Regions from separate parts of the Mus musculus genome. Here all the other regions are linked to region 3. A link is a contact called in public Hi-C, HiCAR-type and promoter capture Hi-C data. All regions are on one chromosome and are shown on one strand. The core of a region is the stretch at or near the end of the contact, and the rest is flanking DNA. Distances in the headings are between cores, read along the strand shown. Region 1 holds the start of Leprot (leptin receptor overlapping transcript). Region 2 holds the start of Cyp2j6 (cytochrome P450, family 2, subfamily j, polypeptide 6). Region 3 holds the start of Usp1 (ubiquitin specific peptidase 1). Region 4 holds the start of E130102H24Rik (RIKEN cDNA E130102H24 gene). Region 5 holds the start of Cyp2j9 (cytochrome P450, family 2, subfamily j, polypeptide 9). Region 6 holds the start of Ak4 (adenylate kinase 4).

The links. Promoter capture Hi-C pulls out the DNA fragments that hold promoters and counts their contacts. A called contact is a pair of places that touch in the nucleus more often than the background predicts. HiCAR-type assays count read pairs that join an accessible place to other places.
Region 1: a contact with region 3 is called in a Hi-C map of CD8 T cells, with 4 times the contacts expected there. The contact joins the promoter of Leprot here to the promoter of Usp1 in region 3. A contact is called at or near these places in 2 of 39 promoter capture datasets (liver and pre-B cells), 4 of 484 Hi-C or Micro-C datasets (CD4 T cells, CD8 T cells and natural killer cells) and 2 of 9 other capture datasets (adipose tissue and liver).
Region 2: a promoter capture Hi-C map of cranial neural crest shows a contact between it and region 3. The contact joins the promoter of Cyp2j6 here to the promoter of Usp1 in region 3. A contact is called at or near these places in 2 of 39 promoter capture datasets (cranial neural crest and liver) and 1 of 115 datasets of contacts at active chromatin or transcription factors (large pre-B cells).
Region 4: a contact with region 3 is called in a promoter capture Hi-C map of pre-B cells, with 5 times the contacts expected there. The contact joins the promoter of E130102H24Rik here to the promoter of Usp1 in region 3. A contact is called at or near these places in 4 of 39 promoter capture datasets (hippocampal neurons, liver and pre-B cells).
Region 5: a contact with region 3 is called in a HiCAR-type map of astrocytes, with 2.9 times the contacts expected there. The contact joins the promoter of Cyp2j9 here to the promoter of Usp1 in region 3. A contact is called at or near these places in 1 of 39 promoter capture datasets (liver) and 3 of 115 datasets of contacts at active chromatin or transcription factors (astrocytes, large pre-B cells and pro-B cells).
Region 6: a contact with region 3 is called in a promoter capture Hi-C map of cranial neural crest. The contact joins the promoter of Ak4 here to the promoter of Usp1 in region 3.

The regions. Positions count from the first base shown.
Region 1 is chr4:101,646,465-101,649,164 of GRCm38.p6, reverse strand. Leprot (leptin receptor overlapping transcript) reads right to left here and starts at 1,382. Exons shown (of 4, transcript NM_175036.4): 1 at 1,340-1,382. The coding sequence starts at 1,355.
Region 2 is chr4:96,552,213-96,554,912 of GRCm38.p6, reverse strand. It overlaps Cyp2j6 (cytochrome P450, family 2, subfamily j, polypeptide 6), which reads left to right and starts at 1,262. Exons shown (of 9, transcript NM_010008.4): 1 at 1,262-1,671. The coding sequence starts at 1,462.
Region 3 is chr4:98,922,477-98,925,176 of GRCm38.p6, reverse strand. It overlaps Usp1 (ubiquitin specific peptidase 1), which reads right to left and starts at 1,367. Exons shown (of 9, transcript NM_001301414.1): 1 at 934-1,367.
Region 4 is chr4:101,354,878-101,357,577 of GRCm38.p6, reverse strand. It overlaps E130102H24Rik (RIKEN cDNA E130102H24 gene), which reads left to right and starts at 1,330. Exons shown (of 2, transcript NR_040708.1): 1 at 1,330-1,497. All of the region lies in intron 1 of 0610043K17Rik (RIKEN cDNA 0610043K17 gene), which reads right to left.
Region 5 is chr4:96,590,209-96,592,908 of GRCm38.p6, reverse strand. It overlaps Cyp2j9 (cytochrome P450, family 2, subfamily j, polypeptide 9), which reads left to right and starts at 1,424. Exons shown (of 9, transcript NM_028979.2): 1 at 1,424-1,773. The coding sequence starts at 1,564.
Region 6 is chr4:101,418,369-101,421,068 of GRCm38.p6, reverse strand. Ak4 (adenylate kinase 4) reads right to left here and starts at 1,366. Exons shown (of 5, transcript NM_009647.5): 1 at 1,104-1,366. The coding sequence starts at 1,248.

The DNA.
Region 1 (2,700 bases), core at 133-2,632, 2.7 Mb before region 3:
CTGAAGGACATCACACAAGGCAACCTTAGATTGATAACATCTGCTAGTTGCAAACAAGGCCACACCCTCATTTGGCAGCAGGGAGTTACAACTTAAAACATATCTTTTGGAGCAACATGATTCCCTCCACTATATTATCTCTATGTTCTCAACTGTCAGAGCACACATCATTTTCTTACACAGCAATATAATTATTTTCGGCAATCAACTCAGTCCAAACTTCTCACTTATCTTTTATCCCAAGTCTCCAGCATAGTTTCTCAATAACAGTTGAATTATGGGCAAAGTTTTACTTCCTTGTGCTCTTGTCTACTTCATAGCCTTTGTTCCTTTTCACTACATAGGCCCATAAATTACTGTTGCTACTTTGTACTTTCTGTCCAGGACTGAACACTCTGTAGTAGTGAGACACAATTTTACATGCTTTCTACACTGTCTTCAAATGGATACGTCATACAGTGGACATTGCCCAAGTAAACCATGTTTACTTTGATTTGAAATACAAAAGTCCCCCCAAAATGGTTAGCTATGTCTGTTACTAGTTGTGCACAGATAATGTACAGTGCATCCACATGAGTATACACTGTATCCATCTTACAGATGTTGGTGAGTGGGAAGGTCTTTGTGGATAGTTTTCAAAGAAAGGAAGTCCAACACAGAGATAAATTAAGTCTTCTCTGTGCGGATGACCAGAAATCCAAATACCAGGAAGCCTTCCAGTAACTTTGTCCCCACCCAACGCCCAAAGCTCTGCATTCACACAGATCAGGGTGATAATCTTTCGGTACCCTCCTTTCATCACCATTCAAGAACACAAACAGCACATACTGCTCTGTTCACAGACCAGTAAACACTCAAGAAAAGTCTTGTTAAAATCCCATCTAATTGCAGCCCCAAGGTTGCGTCGAATAGGGTATTTCTGGTTACTTTCCAAAGTGCCACACGCCCGAAATTATTCTGCCCAGCGAGAAAAACCGTAAGGGAACAACAGGACCAAGTTTCCAACACACATCCTGGACACAAAGGCTCCTCTGTAAGCCACAGGAAACTGCGGCGGGGCAGGAAGGTGAGGATGTGGGACCCTGATGTGACCTACGGAGAACTGAAAAGCCCAGGGGACCACTGTGGAACGTACAGCCCACGGGAGAAGCCCCCGCCTGGGAACTGACGGGCGTGGGCGTGGGCGCGAGCGTTTATAGGCTCCGCAAAACACCTCTGCCGCGCATTCGGGAGGCCGCGGTCTGCAGGAACTCGCACACCCGCACACAGGCTGCTCGCCATGCAGCCTGGAGCCAGGAGCGACCCCACCCACTAGCCGCGGGCGAGGGTCGCAGTGTACCTTTAACGCCCGCCATGTCTCTGGAGCTGGGGCTGTCGCTGCTTCCGGCTTTCTCCAAAAGCCGCCCACACCCAGACTAGCCAGGGCCGGCGCGCGAATCCAAAGCCCGGCCCGCCCCCTGACGGTATTGACTTCCTACCCAACCAACGGAGCCCCGCCCCTTCATTAGGCCCCGCCCCTGATTTTAGACTCCGCCCCATCCCGTGGCTTCCCGCCCCCAGAAGCCCAATCCCACCATCCATGCAGAACCTGATTCCTACTGGTTTAGAATTCTGCCAATTACAACCTCACACCCAATTATGCCAGATTCTGCCCTACAGGCACTCAGTATTTCCTATACTGGTTCTGATCCCTGCCACTCTGAGCTCCTCCTCTGCCGGGCCCGGTTCCGCTCGGCCCACAGTTCCGCCACTCTGGCACATAATCCTGCCTCCAGCTCATGGAGACCCTCCCCCAACGCCTTCCTCCACTTCGCGGACTCCGCCCCCAGTTGGCTGAGCTCAGTCCCTGCCAGCACGGATCCCAATCCGCCATGCAGAACTCCACCCCATTGGACTGATCCCGCCTCCGCCACTCATAGCTCGGACTCTACTGGTCCTACTTCCTGCCACTCAGAACTTCATTCCAGTAGTCTCCCAGTTTGTTCAGCACCGCCCCGCTGGCCGGGAACTCCGCTCCTAGTCTCAGCCCCCTCCCACTTTGATTACTTCAGAATAACTCCTTTATTTTAACTCTTCGGGGGATCCTGGATTCTGAGACATCTCAGCCCTGTTTCTCAATCTGGGGTCCATCCCTTCCTCACTGTCGTGACTTGGGGCCCAGGCTCTGCCTCAGGAGATTCTAGATGCTCACCATCACCCTGGCTGGCTGTTAGGAAACTTGCCTGAAAGGACTGGTGGAAAAAGTGGGGCACGGGATAAGGATGGGGAGAGGTTACCTTCCAGGACGACTCTTCCTGTGTGCCTGTGTGGTTTGTTTTGAGAGTGTGTGGCTGATATAGTAGAGATCGGGAGTGAGTGACAGCACCAGAAATCAGGATTAGAGATATCCCTATGTAAGATCTTTGACTTTTGTATAGATTTGCTTGCTTTGTAGCAAACTACATTAACATTTTGTGTAAACTACCGCGTCCGTCTATCCCCCTCATTCATTACAAACTCTGTGGGTCCGGATTTCTTTAGGTCCTTAAATAAACGCAGGCCTGCAAGTAACTAAGGCCAATTTTCACTCCTCCAGATCCATCTTATTCTTACCTTCTTCAGTGGAATCTTCCTTCATCTTAGAAACCATCCAGTAGTCCAAGTCCTCTACAGAAAGCAGTTCAGAAAGAATAGGAACTGAACCAAACAGCTCTTTAGACA
Region 2 (2,700 bases), core at 13-2,512, 2.4 Mb after region 3:
TCTAAGTTCGAGGCCAGCCTGGTCAACAGAGTGAGTTCCAGGACAGCCAGGGTACACAGAGAAACCCTGTCTTGAAAAAACAAACAAACAAACAAACAAACAAACAAACAGTTACTTTTACAATAAATAGCCCTGTTATAGGTCTCTAAGTTAAGTCCCCAGAACCACAATAATAAAAATAGTAATAACAATGATCAGGACAAAAGTGTTTTTCCAACAAGTGTTCATTAAACATTCCTGGGCGCACGAAGCACAGCTCTGTTAAAACAAAGTGATCTGTTGCAAGGAGGTGACGATGTTGCCTGCCACTCTGTTACTAGGATTAGCTTGGTTTCTCAGGTACATTGCAGTCACTGGGAAAGTTTGCTTATAGAACAGGCTCCCAGATGTCCGTGATGCTTTCTGGGGTTCATGCAAATCACAAACCTTACCACCACAATTGTCTCCTCAGAGGGAAAGACTTATTGACTGAAAAACAATCTATCTTAGACTGCCTTTTAGTATTACTATTAGTGTTGTTGTTGTTGCTGCTGCTGCTGCTGCTGCTGCTGCTGCTGCTGCTGCTGCTGCTGCTGCTGGAGTTTTTTGTGACAGTGTCTCACTAAGTAGTTCTACCTGTCCTGAAACTCATTATGTAAACCAGGTTGGCCTTGAACTAACAGAGATTTGCATCCCTCTGCCTACAGAGTGCTGGGATTAAAGGTGTGTGCCACCACTCCCTGCTCAATTATTATTTTAAATTTTTATTACAATATAATTACACCCTTTCACCCTCTTCCCTTTCTTCCCTCCAATCCTGCCCTTGTCTCCCCACTTACTTCCTCTCAAATTGATGGCCTCTTTAATTGATTATATATACATATATATCACATGAATATAAATGTATATGGGTTCAGGGCTGGACACTTAGTATTGAAAAACAGAAGGCTCCTGTCTGGGGAAGACTAAATCTCCCTTTCAGTAGCCTTTAGTTGCCTGTAATAATTTTTCTAGGGTGGGGACCCCTTGAGATTTCCTGGTTTCACTTTTTACTATCTACTGGTGCCTTTTAAAACTGTATTTTCTACATGTTCTTGTGGGAACTCAGTGCCAAGGACCTAGCCACTATAGAAGCAGTCTGGGCATCTGCAGGGCAGAGCAAAGCATGGCAGGGCATGGGAGGGAAGTTTGGGAAGGAATGGGTAAAAGCTCTAAGGGGCGGAGAGAAGAGCTCTGTGCACGTGATCAGGGGTTCTCCTGTTCTCCGGTTCCAGCAGATTGGAAACTACTCTCAGAAGCTTTGTCACTTCCTGCGAGAGCCCAGCTCCAGGGAGGAAACCAGAGGAGCAAAGGGGAGTGGACAGAAAGGGATAGGGAGGGACTGAGGGGACCGGTTTTAGAAGGGTGCCCTTGTTGTTAGCACCTGGGACTTGCCGCAGCTCAGACCTTCATTCCTCAGACGAACCAGCTGCAGTCCTAGCCATGCTCGCTGCTACCGGCTCCTTGTTAGCCACGATCTGGGCAGCGCTCCATCCCAGGACTCTGTTGGTGGCTGCAGTCACCTTCCTGCTTCTGGCTGATTACTTCAAAAACCGGCGCCCCAAGAACTATCCCCCAGGGCCTTGGGGTCTGCCTTTCGTGGGCAACATATTCCAGTTGGACTTTGGGCAGCCCCACCTCTCAATCCAGCCGGTAGGAAGGGGTGCGGGTGTCTTGCTTTGTCTGTCCTGACTTAATCCTGAGCTACAGGAACAGGGGACTTACTGAGACTAGAACAGAAGACCAGGTTCAAAGACTGGTGATCACAACCTGATATCCAGAACTCAGAACCTGTGTGAGTCCTCCTTTAAGATATAAGCTGTTCGATTTTCAAATAGTTGGAGATTTTTATTTACTCTTGTATGAAGGGCTTTGCTCTCATTGTTATTCTGTTAGGGTCAGAGAACTCCCTGTATGTGATTTTAAGTCTTTAAACCATGGCATATTAACGGAATGATAATAAATCTAGATAAATAATCCCTTTCAATTTCAGAAATGGGTACAGAAGTGGTACCTCATCTTAGTTTGTTAAAGCGCTTGTAAAGAAAACAAAATGTGTTTTTCTCTTGATTGGAGTTTTCTACAAGTAATCAGTTTTCTTATTGATCTTTGTTTGTCCTGTAAGTCCTTGCTGAATGTTCACCTACTAACTTTTTCAACCCCTGGGAAAGGTGTCTCCAGCTCCACAGGAAGTCTGCATGTTTTTCCACTCCATTCTGGAAGCTCTCCTGCTTGAATTGGAAAGACTGTTATGTGCACATAGTGTGCATGAAAGACTGAAATAGTGTCCTTTCGGTATATGACCATCTTCCCACATAATATTTCTCTTTATCTATAGTTATTTTCTCTGCTTAGATAGTTAATACTCCAGCCATGTTTGATTATCCCTGTCACTTCCCACTACTAGTGATGTCTGACTCTTTCTGATTGTTACTATTTAAAGGCATACACCCATATTTTTTTCATATTTACTTTAACCTATTTATTTTTCTCTTTTTCCTTCCCTGTGTGTTTTTTGGACACTTTCTGAGTAGTTGCATTTTTATACCCATTCAGTCTTTCTTTTTCTTTCTCTTTTATTGGATATTTTCTTTATTTACATTTCAAATGTTACCCCCTTTCCAGGTTTACTCTCCAGAAACCTCCTATCTTATCCCCCTCCCCCTGCCTCTATGAAGGTGC
Region 3 (2,700 bases), core at 118-2,617:
CCCAAGTAGTAAGTAGTTGAGGTACACACAAATTGATTCAAACTCTACCCCTAAACATTTCACCCCAGTTCACTGTACACTGCAGGGAAACCATTTCTGGGAACCAACTCAGGAAAAACTGGACAACTGGCAAAATTTCCCATCTTATCTGCAACTTAAATTTTTGTCTCTTGGCCCCTTAAATGTTCTTGATGAAATGACCTGTTAGGAATGATAAACCAGCCTTCGCAAAACTGTCAGACTTCCCCCAAGCACTAATGACTCCGGAAAGGTGTCTTCCTGGGAGCCAGTGAGAGAAAAGTCATCAGCCAGCTCAAACAGCGGCCGTCATCTCGGCCAGCCACCCAATCTGGGACCCTCTAAACAGCCAGCCAGCACTGATGGTCACCAAGAGCGCGACACTTTCCCGGGTGCCCAATCTTATGTTCTCCACGTCCCTTCTCAGAGCTTTCAGTCAAAAAAGCCTCTCCAGAACTATAACCCAAGCTTCGCACAATGAACTTAGCCCTAAGTCTTCTTGACCAAATGACACCGTGAATCCTCAGTCCCACTACTTTTCAAATCTGTGTACAATGATAGGATTCAACTCTTCTTTCAAGAAAAACGTGAAACAATAAAAACAAACTCTTGGGCGCAGGGTTAAGACACGTGGCGCCGTACACACTTCTGGAGAAACTGTAAGTCAAGAAAATGCGCGGTAAAATTTCGCAAGCCCCGACCCAGGACACTGCGATCACAAACATCTCTTCTCCCGGCCAGCCTCTCCCATTACGAAAGGCGTGGGCAGAGGGGCACTTGGGTCCTGGGTGTGCCACCCCGGGGGTCGCCGCGCCCGCCGGCAGTCCCTCGCAGCGCAGCCCGAGCCTAAGGGGCCCTCCCCACCGTCAGCACCTGCCGCGCAGCCCCGGGCCCTGAACCCCGGGCGCTCCTTACCCGGTCATGGCCCTTCGCGAGTCCGCGGCGCCGCCGCCGGGGAGACCAGCCGGGCAGAGTGCGGGCGCGACAGGTGAGCCCGGCCGCCGTCCCGGGAGAGGGATCGCTGGTGGGCGCCTCCCGCGGGGGAGTGACCATTCGTCCGCGGAGCGGGAGCCGGGCCGCCGCTCGGTCCTGCCCGCCGCGGCACCACTACATCCCCGGCGCAGCCCGGCCGGGAAGGCTACGGGCGCACAGCGGTGGCGGCGCTCCCGAGCCGCAGGGTCCCCGCACGGCCGCCGAGGGGGAACTTGGCGCGTTTTCCTCAGTCTCAGGACCCCCGCGAGTGAACCCCCGCCCGCGCCAGCGTCGCGGCTGGAGGTGGCGTCCACGGAAAGTGCCGGTTCTCCTCTCCACGTTGCAGAGGCGCGAAAGGCGCGAGCCGCCGCGCGACCGCCCCTCGCCCCCGGCACGCTCGGCTCCGGAACCAGCTGGAACGGTAGTTCCTCCCGGGGCCTAACGGGTTCTGCAGTTTAAACAGCGCAGGCAGCGGCACGGGCAGCTCGCGCGGGTCCTCGCAGAGGCGCGCGCTGCGCAGGAGGCCGGGCTGGCGCGCAGGAGGCTCACTCGCTCGCTCACGCCCTCTTTTTTTTTTTTTTTTTTTTTTTTTTTAATTCTTTTTAAACATTAGCACTCGCGAGTTGAAGGGGAGGGAGCTTACGGGTCGGGAGATGGGACAGGGAGTGACTGGGACAAGCCCCTTCCTCAGGTGCTCAAATGCGCCAATCCAGGCTGAACAATTTCCAAAACCTCATTCCTCCGCCCCACCAGGAAGAGCCAATCAAAAAGTACCTATACGAATAAAACAATTAGCCGGCAGAGAAGACAGTCTGACCAATAAAAAAAGTACAAGGAACGAGGCCCAGCCAATCCCGGGAGAGCATACGGCGCCCTGGAGCGGCTCTTTGCAAGCTCATTGGCGCTCCAGTGCGCGCTTTCTCTGCCGAGGTTAGGGTTCCGCTTTCCGTTTTGTTAGCATGGGGAGGTGGCGAGCCCGGAGGGTGTGGCTTCTGGGCCGAGGCCCCGGTGCAGGCCCGCCTCTTTCTTTCTTTTTTTTTTTTTTTCTTCCCCCTCCTGGCGTGCCCTCTCCGGAAGGGTTACCAAAGACGCTCGGAAAATGGCTGATGCGCTTTGCTAGCTGCTCGGCGCCCGCTGGGCGTCCAGTTTACCGAGGAAGCCGCGGTCCACCCTATCTCAAGTTGTGCGTTAAGAATGAGCACTGCCTTAGCTAGACAGTGCACAGCCGAACGCCTTGGAGCCTCGGGTCCTTCTCCCCTCTCGCAGGCTGCACAAGGGTTTTAGTTCTCAGGCTGGTCTCGCGGCTGGAGCTTCAACGGGTTCTGGCGCGAGCCGGTACCGAATGACCCACAGGCAGCCGCACAGCCTCACCCGGTTTGGGCTTGGTTCTGTATGCTCTGTCTTTTGTGAGATGATCTCACAGTGCGGTACTACAGCTGATGAGAACTCAGTACAAATCCGTTCAAGTGGGGTTTTTTTGTTGTTTTTTAAATGTCCACTGTGTGCGTTGCCCTGTTTAATGCCCATCGTGAGTTGGTCTGTTGAATGGCCACGGTGTGTGTTGCTCGGTTTAGTACCCACTGTGTGCGTTGCCCTGTTTAGTGCCCTCCGTGTGTGTTGCCCTGTTTAATGCCCTGTTGAACTATTTTCAGCATGGTAGGGATAACAAGCGAAGGGAATGTACTCCATGATCTACAGTCTACTGAAGAC
Region 4 (2,700 bases), core at 81-2,580, 2.4 Mb before region 3:
TAAGGTCCACTTCTGCTTTCAATCATACGAGAGGCACGCAGAAGAGAAACAAAAGTGAAAGCTCTTGAAGGAACACACACAAGTAACCGAAAGCACCAAACTCTGTCACTGAGACCTGGCAGAGTTCCAGACATTTATCCTTTCAGCAACCGTGAACTCTGGGCACCTATCACGTCCTGTGAATGTGAATTAACACGGTAGAACACGAATCGGCCCAAAGCTCTGCAGCAGTCTTCTCAACCCTTCCTAGCACTGAACCTTTTATTTAAATTTCTACCTCAATAAATCCAGCCACGATGCACGCCCTCGCCCAACCAAACCAAACCAAACCAAAAAGCCCGCAACGCCACAAACCATCCCTAAGCTGTGCGTCCAGCTTTAGGAAAAGAGAAAAGGAAGCAGAAAGAAAATCTGAACTGGTCTGATTCCCCCTGCCCTCGCCATGTGGGGGTCCTCGGAGCGAACTGTTTTACAACTTAGAAAATGCAGCGGTCTTCCGATTCTGTTATTTGAATGGACCACTGAGCCACTGGAGCCAGGCAAGGGCAGGCAGCCGGGTACCCAGCAGAAGGATGGAGCACAAGGCCCGCACAACCAGGATCCGCGGACCCTGATGATGGGAGGATGCTTGGAGCACCCCAGCCTCCGGCTCCTGGGCACGGAGAGACCGGCGCGCACGCGCGCACACGCACCACGTCCTTCGCCTGGAGTTGTGTCTCGTCTCCCTTTTGTTTTTCTCCCTTCCCGGTCATGAGACCCGGAAGTTTTTTTTTTTTTTTTTTTTCCTTCAATCCTGTCTCTCTCCCTTTTCCACCCCCCCCCCCCCTTCCCCAATCTATCACATGGCAAAGCTAGAATAAAAACAGAAAAATGGCGACGGTCACGTTGTGGCGAGCCTTGCTGCGTCATTAGATAATCCTCATGCAAATAGCGGGATGAACAAAGAAAGGGGGGCTCGGGACCCCCGAGGGCGCAGGTGGGTGCGGGGTGCGCGCGGCCGCGGGGGCGGCGTCCGTGTGCGCGCTCCGGGTGCTGCGCTCTCGGCCCCGGGCTGGCGGCGCGCCCTGGCCGGCCCGCGGGGCGCAGAGAGCGGCTGTGCGGCGCGCGCACGGCGCTCGCACCCGGGCCGGCCCCGTATCCCGGAGCCCGGAGACGACGGCGGGGGCGGAGGCTGCTGTTGGACGCCTTTGGGCGCTCGGCGCCAGCTCCGGTAGGCGGCGGACCGCGCGGGGCGGCAGCTCGGGGCCAGGCCCGGAGCTGTGGCGCACTCGCTTTTCCCCCCACCCCCGCCCGGTGGCTGGGCGCTGGCGCGGTTCCCTCGCCGTCCCGCGGCCGCTGGAAATAGAGCCGGGATGTTGTTTACATGACGGATCCGGCGGGAGGAGTCTGCGAGGAGGAGGCGGAGAGAGGAAGAGCGGAGTCCCCGCGGCGGCGGTGGCGGGCCGGGGTGCGGGCGAGCGCCGCGCGGTCCCCGAAGCCTGGACACGGGAGCCTAGGGTAGGCAGGCGGGGGCGCGGGCTGCGGGAAGGCTGTCAGAGTGGGCTTTGCGGTACCTAGCCTGTCACGCAGACTCTTGGGGGGCAGGGGGAAGGAAAATGGAGAGAGGTTGGGAGAACCTCTGTTTCCCCTTACGTTTGGGAACGCCCCCCCTCTTATCCCCCACTCTTTCCCGCTTCTCCCTGGACTCACCTGTTTGTTTCCACCGCTCAGGGCTCTGGGTTTTTGTTTGTTTGCTTGTTTGTTTTAAACGTGCGCCAGAGGGGCTGGGCTTATTACTATTATTTGCGAAATTATTGGGAAGGCGAGAGGGTGTTGCTGTAATCGATCCTAGTCCAGGTCGGTTTTCAGGAGGGGGAGGGGACTTGGCGAAGACCCCGGCTCCTGGCCGCAGCTGACCCCGGGGCTCCTCCCCGCCTTCCCGGTGAGGAATCCTTTCCCTTGCCCCGCGAAGCCAGCTGCCACCTTCCTGGAGAAAGACCACACCTATGCTTCTTCCCGCTTTGGAGGCGAGGTGAGCTAAGAAGCCAGACAGTGCCCTGCCCACCAGAGCTTGGCCAGACCTCGACACCCCAGAATTGGTAAAAGGCGCTTCTTTTCACCTGCTGATAGCGTTGGTACGTCAGCCCTCTCTAGTCCCCAGAAGTTGCAATTCACAGTTTACGTTAAAATTTGTCTCTTTCTTCACCCTTCTTCCCACCGGCAATGAACTGTTGAGTTTAAGTTGAAAAAGAGAGGTGTCTCCCGCCCTGCCCCTAGTGAGGGTTTTTTTTTTTTTTAATTCCACAGTAGGTCTTCCACTCAGACCTGCACTTCTCCGGTCTCCTCTATCTCCCACTAAACTTAGCCCAGAGCCAGGCCTAAGCTTTTATTCCCTGTGGGCCGCACCCTGGCCCCTTGCCTTTCTACCGAGCCAAATGCTTCTCAAAGCAGAAGGCACACCCAGCCCCAAGTCTCTTCCAAGAGGGAGGGAAGAAGAAAGGATTTGGGGGGGGGTGTCCTCAAGTTCCGGTTTCCAAAACCCCCGTAGCATTCTCCTCCCGGAGCCTCCTGAATTCTTCCTAACAGCTGTTTTCTGCAGTGCCTTTTGCTCCTCCTGGCCTTATATTGGAGAGAGTGGATGGGGAGAGATAGCCACCCCCACCCCTTTCCTAGAACTAGGCAATTTTTTTCTCTGTCTTTTCATTTATTATGTTTGGAATA
Region 5 (2,700 bases), core at 175-2,674, 2.3 Mb after region 3:
GGTTTTGTCTTGTTTTGTTATCTCTTAGAAACCTGTTCTTTCCTGAGAGACAAAGAGTAGATTCACAGGGAAGGGCCTGTTGGGAGAAACTGAGAAGAAGAGAGGAAGGAGAAATTATCATCTGGGCATAGTGTATGAGAAAATAATCTGTTTTCAACAAAAGAAAAAAATCAAAAGAGGATTGAAAGAATACAAACAAGCTAAGCTTTGTTAAGTTTCTCTTCTTATTCCTCTGTCTCCCTCTTAAGATCTTGGAGAGTTAGAAACTTCAATTTATCTTTTTTAATCAATAAAAAGTTTGTAAGCAGACTGTATATCTATATGTTTAGTGCCTATGCATGTCTAGCCTGATATGTGGCTTAAGGGTCTCCTATATGTGGCACAGGGTGGAAAGTTCCATGCTGGAGACCAAATGTGCTTGGAGATTCTCATGGAAGAGCCGAGAGAGAACAAGCTGGAGATCTTTATGGAAAATGAAACAAACCAGATGCAGAAAGGCGAAGACAGCTTGTTTTCTGCGGTACTAGCCTAGATTAAACTGTGTTTGAGTAAATGGGGTCAGGGTCTGGGACTAGAAATGGAACCATGGAAGGAAAGGAGCAAATCTTTAGGAAGGTACACTGCCAAAATGCAGAAGGGGATAATCTGGGGAAGAGCAGGACCTACAACAGTAGTGTAGGGAATGAGTGGAAAGTGCCAAATATATGCATAAATATTTGTGAAAAAACATGGACATGAAAGTGCCCGTTAATCAAATTCACTAAATTATATACTAACCCTAAAAGTTAATAGGGAGGGAGGGAGAGTGCAAAGTGATGATGGAAAGGCTTCTTAGCATGGTCAAGGGCTGCGGTGTTCAGTTCTCTAACACTACAAAAGGGGGTAGGGGAGAATCAAGACCAGGGTGTTCTTTCTGTGAAGAATCTGTGGATTCACTTAATTCACTGTGAATAGCACTCAAAGCTGGTGAGCTCTTATAAAGAGGCCAGAGCGCTCCCTGGCGTGCAGCCCAGAAACATGGGCTGATACTGTTCCTGTTTCAGAAAATTGCAATCAGTGGTGAAAGGTTGTTTATAAAACGGGAGATCAGATGCACATGATACTCTCTGGGTTGCATGCAAATCACAAGCCTAGAACCAGAGAAATACTTTGTTTATGAGCAAGGTTCTTAGCTAGTCCATACATGCTCAAGTGGCTTCCCCACCCCCAAAGGAATAGTCTCCAAAGGCTAAGACTTGGAACTTGGAGAGGGGCGTGACGGAGAGTCTTGAGGCGGGGCCAAGGGGATGTTTGGGTCCTTAGGAAGACTGGGTAAAAGTGAAAGAGCTCTGGAGACAAAGCTCTGTTAAGACTTAGGGAAGCAGATAAACAAGGCGGGCCAAAGTTGCTGAAGTGAATAGAGCAGGGAGGAGGAGTCTGCAGGCGACAGATTGGAGGGGCCCTGTAGCGATTTGGGGGTTTAAACCACAGGCCTGGTTCATTCTGGGAACTACAGGCAGTGTCCTTGGGGAACTGCCTCAGTTCAGATTCTCATTCCTCCAAGAGCCTGCTCTGATATCAGCCATGCTTGCGGCAGCCGGCTCCCTAGTGGCTGCCATTTGGGCTGCGCTCCATCTCCGGATTTTGCTGCTGTCTGCTGTCACCTTTCTGTTCCTGGCTGATTTCCTCAAAAACCGTCGCCCCAAGAACTACCCGCCAGGGCCAATGCGCCTTCCTTTCGTGGGTTGCTTGTTCCATTTGGACCCCAAGCAGCCCCACCTATCCCTTCAGCAGGTAGGAAGAGGCAACACTGCCTGGCTGCATCCTGAAACTGTATATTGCCATCAGGAACTCGAGGATGTAGCCGAAGGCTGTTGCTGACAGCCCACTAACCCAGAGATAAGGTCTTACAGGTTACAAACAGTTGTAGATTTTCTTGATATCTGTCGATGAAAGATTCCCAGAGTGATTTTATGGCCAGAAAACTTACTGTCTCTGATTTTAAAGTCTTTTAAGTATGTCAAGGTAGATTTGATGACGTAATAATTTATCCTCATAAACACGTTATGTTGGAGTAAGAAATAGGATGTCCCAGATGTTGGTTACACTACCTATCCAGTTTTGTTTTGTTTTGTTTTGAAAGTGTGTTCTCCTCTTGACCTGTGTACATATCAGTTCTCTGATTTGTCTTATTGAGCCTAGTTTGGTCCTTTTGCATCTTTGATGACTGCTCACCTACTGACTTTATCTAATCCAGAGAAAGATGCACTGAAGTTTCCAGCTCCACTAAAAGTCTGCCTGTTTTCCCACTGAGTTGTTGTAGCTCTCCCGCTTGTCCTGGAAAAATGGTTATGAGTACATAGTACCTGTATAGGACTGGAAGGTCTTTCTGCTCTATGACCCTCTTCCCACGTGATATTTCTTATCTACAGTAATTTTCTCTGTTTAGATAGTGAATACTCTGCCATGTGTGACCATCCCTGTCACTTTCCAGTATTTGTGAAGATTGGCTATGTCTGATTATTTATTGCTAATTTGAGGATTTAAACCCATATTTTTCCTTCTGTTCTCCCACCCATTTTTTTTTTAAATTCTGAGTTCTCTGTGTGTTTTTTAGACACTTTCCAAATACTTGCCTCTCTATTCCTCTTTGCTCTTTTCTTATATCTCCTGGATATCCTTGTATCATCCTCCCAGCAGCTGCTCAGTGTTTGTTATTCA
Region 6 (2,700 bases), core at 117-2,616, 2.5 Mb before region 3:
GTACCCCTGATTGTCCAAATAAAGGCTGGTCTTTGCAACCTGCTTCAGGGTATAATAAGTAGCTTTTCAGATGCTTCAAGAGGTTGCTTTTAATCGCTTTCCAACATTGTCCTCCACCCACCTGTTCATGATCCTAGGTGCTTCTGAAATGCAGATTTATTAACAATTAACCCATAACAAGCCATAACCACCGTGCACACAAATGAGAACAGAAATAGGGAAGGATCTTATGGGCAACACATTTCATAAGGGGTTTGCTAATTAACACTCATCAGCATCCCAGGATGGTCTGCGCCCCACAGTAGCACGCGGATAACTCACCTTCTTTGGAACCGAGGAAGAGGGGAGAAGGGAGACACTTGCAAGACTAAGTGATGGGGCGATCTAGACCCCCAACTTCACCGCATCCGCCAAGGGACAACCTCAAAAGGCCACTTGCAGCAAAGCTGCACTCAAAATGCAATCTTTCAGAACAAGTCTCCGGGTCTGCAGGCGGCCAAGCTGGGCTTGAGGAGGGGGGGGGGGGGTTAGCAGGGACAGTTCGTCGCGGCCGCCTGCACCGACCACAGGCCTTTCACCGCCACGCAGCACTTAGCTCCAGGCTGGAGCGCGCGCGAGAGGCCGTGGGGGAGCGAGCCGCAGAGTCCCAGAGCGCCAGCGGCCGCGACTCCCACAGGTGGGCGGCGCGGTGCTCGTCTCCTCGCGGGGGAAGGCGACCCGCGGTTGAGAAGGACCACAACTGGGAACCCAGGGGCTCGGCTTTCGGCAGGCGGCACGAGAGGCCAGTTAGGGTCCCCGCCGAGAGGCTCGCGTTTCCCTCGGCCTGCCGTGCAGGGTCCCTTCCCACGCGCGTGCGGCCAGTGCAGTCCGAGGCGCTGCCGAGCAGCCTCGGCCTCCCCCGGGCGCGGTTAAGCAGCGCGGGCGGGCGGGCAGGCTGGCGGCCGGCTGCATGCGCCGCGGCACGTACAAGCCCGCACGGGCACACGCGGGCGGGGGCAGGGCGCCGGCGCCGAGGGGACCCGAGCCCGCGACCGCCCTGCTCCCGGCCCGACCAACCCGCCAGACTCGTCTCTACCCTCACTCCCCCCGCCTTAGCTCCTCACCCGTGCCGGTCTTGAGGTTCTCCCGCAACAAGTGGCCGCTGGAGAGATGCTGGAGGCCAAAGTTCTGGGCGATCCTTTCGCAAACGGTGCCCTTGCCAGAGCCGGGCGGCCCGAGGATGACCGCGCGCAGGAGTTTGGAAGCCATGGCTTTGGCGGTGGCCAGGACGGCAGCCCGCGCACTTTGCCCAGCAGCCCCTGCCTCGACACCCTCCGCACGCGGGGACTCGCCTGCCACCCCTACAGGGGAAAGGAGAGGCTTTAAAGACTGCCCCGCCCCTCGGCCCCGCCCTCCGCCACCTCCTCGGGCCCCGGCCGCTCCGGTGAACCGTCGCAGCCCCCACCCCACCCCCACTCCCATCCCCCGGCCTGCAAGCTCGGCCCTCTGGGGTCAGAGGTCAGTCAGACCCACCCGAGTCCTTCCCTGCTGCCCAGTCCAGGCGCGCAACTCCGGGAAGCCCCTGCCGGTCCCCGCACGTGGGCAGAGTGGGAGCAGCTCTCCGGGCGCTTCTCGGTGACTGTCGCTTCCCCCCACAGTGGCCGCTGCCTGCAACTGGAGGGGCCCACCTCCGTCCCGAGCAGCCGGGGAGACACACACCTCGGTGGAAAGGAGCGCGGCCAGACTTAGCCCGGATCCCGCTGGGCGGCGCCGCCTCTGCCGGGCTGGCCGCGCGGGACTCGCTGCTTCTTACGTAAGCCGGGAGCCGGCTCCACGCTACCGCCGCCGCGCCCCCTCCTCTCCCCTCCCGGCGTGTCCGGAGCCAGGCTGAGGCTGCGGGGGCGAACGGAGATGAAGACGCCCAGAGAGAAAGGAACCGCCTGGGGACCCGGTCTATTGTCAAGGGGAAGGAAAAACACAACTTGTTGAGCGCCTACCCTGTGTCCAATTCTAGGCTGTGTGATTTTATTATGCAACCTTTACAGGTACCGATGGAGGAAGGCTTGGAATATGTACGCACCATTCGTTCATATACTTAGCAGTGTAAAGTGGAGATCTCTTTGTTTTAATCCCTGTGAGGGAATCAAAACGCCTGAGACTGTCCCTTAAACCAGGGTGGTTTACACCAGTGTTCACTGCAGGCCCTGGCAAGAGTAGAAAGTTGTGGGCGGGCCTGAACTTATTACTTACTTATTGAGACCTAATCTCAAAAAAAAAAAAAAAAAAAAAAAGTAAAAAAAGATCTATTGTATACCCAACGCTCTTCTTTTTGCTTGATATACAACAACAACAAATGATCGAATCCTGGCCCCATAGTTGCAGCCAAAGTTTTAAAACCTTGACTGGCTCCATCCAATGCCAGCGCCCTGAAGAGGAGGAAGAGAAGGATGACTTTGGCTGTACTCCGAGGAAGAGAGAGAAGGACAGAGGATCCCAGGGCTTCTTTGCCAAGGATATAATACTCTCGACTCTGCTCACCACCTCAAACGGCGGCTTTCTTTTCCTTGCCCCTCACATACCAACCAATACTCCCACATGCCTCAGCCTTTGCTTTGATTTGTTTGAGACAGGGCTTCTCTTCACAGCCCAGGATGGTCTTGAACTCACCATGCTTTTGCCACTGCCTTTTTTTTTTTAACTAGGTATTTTTTTTTCATTTAC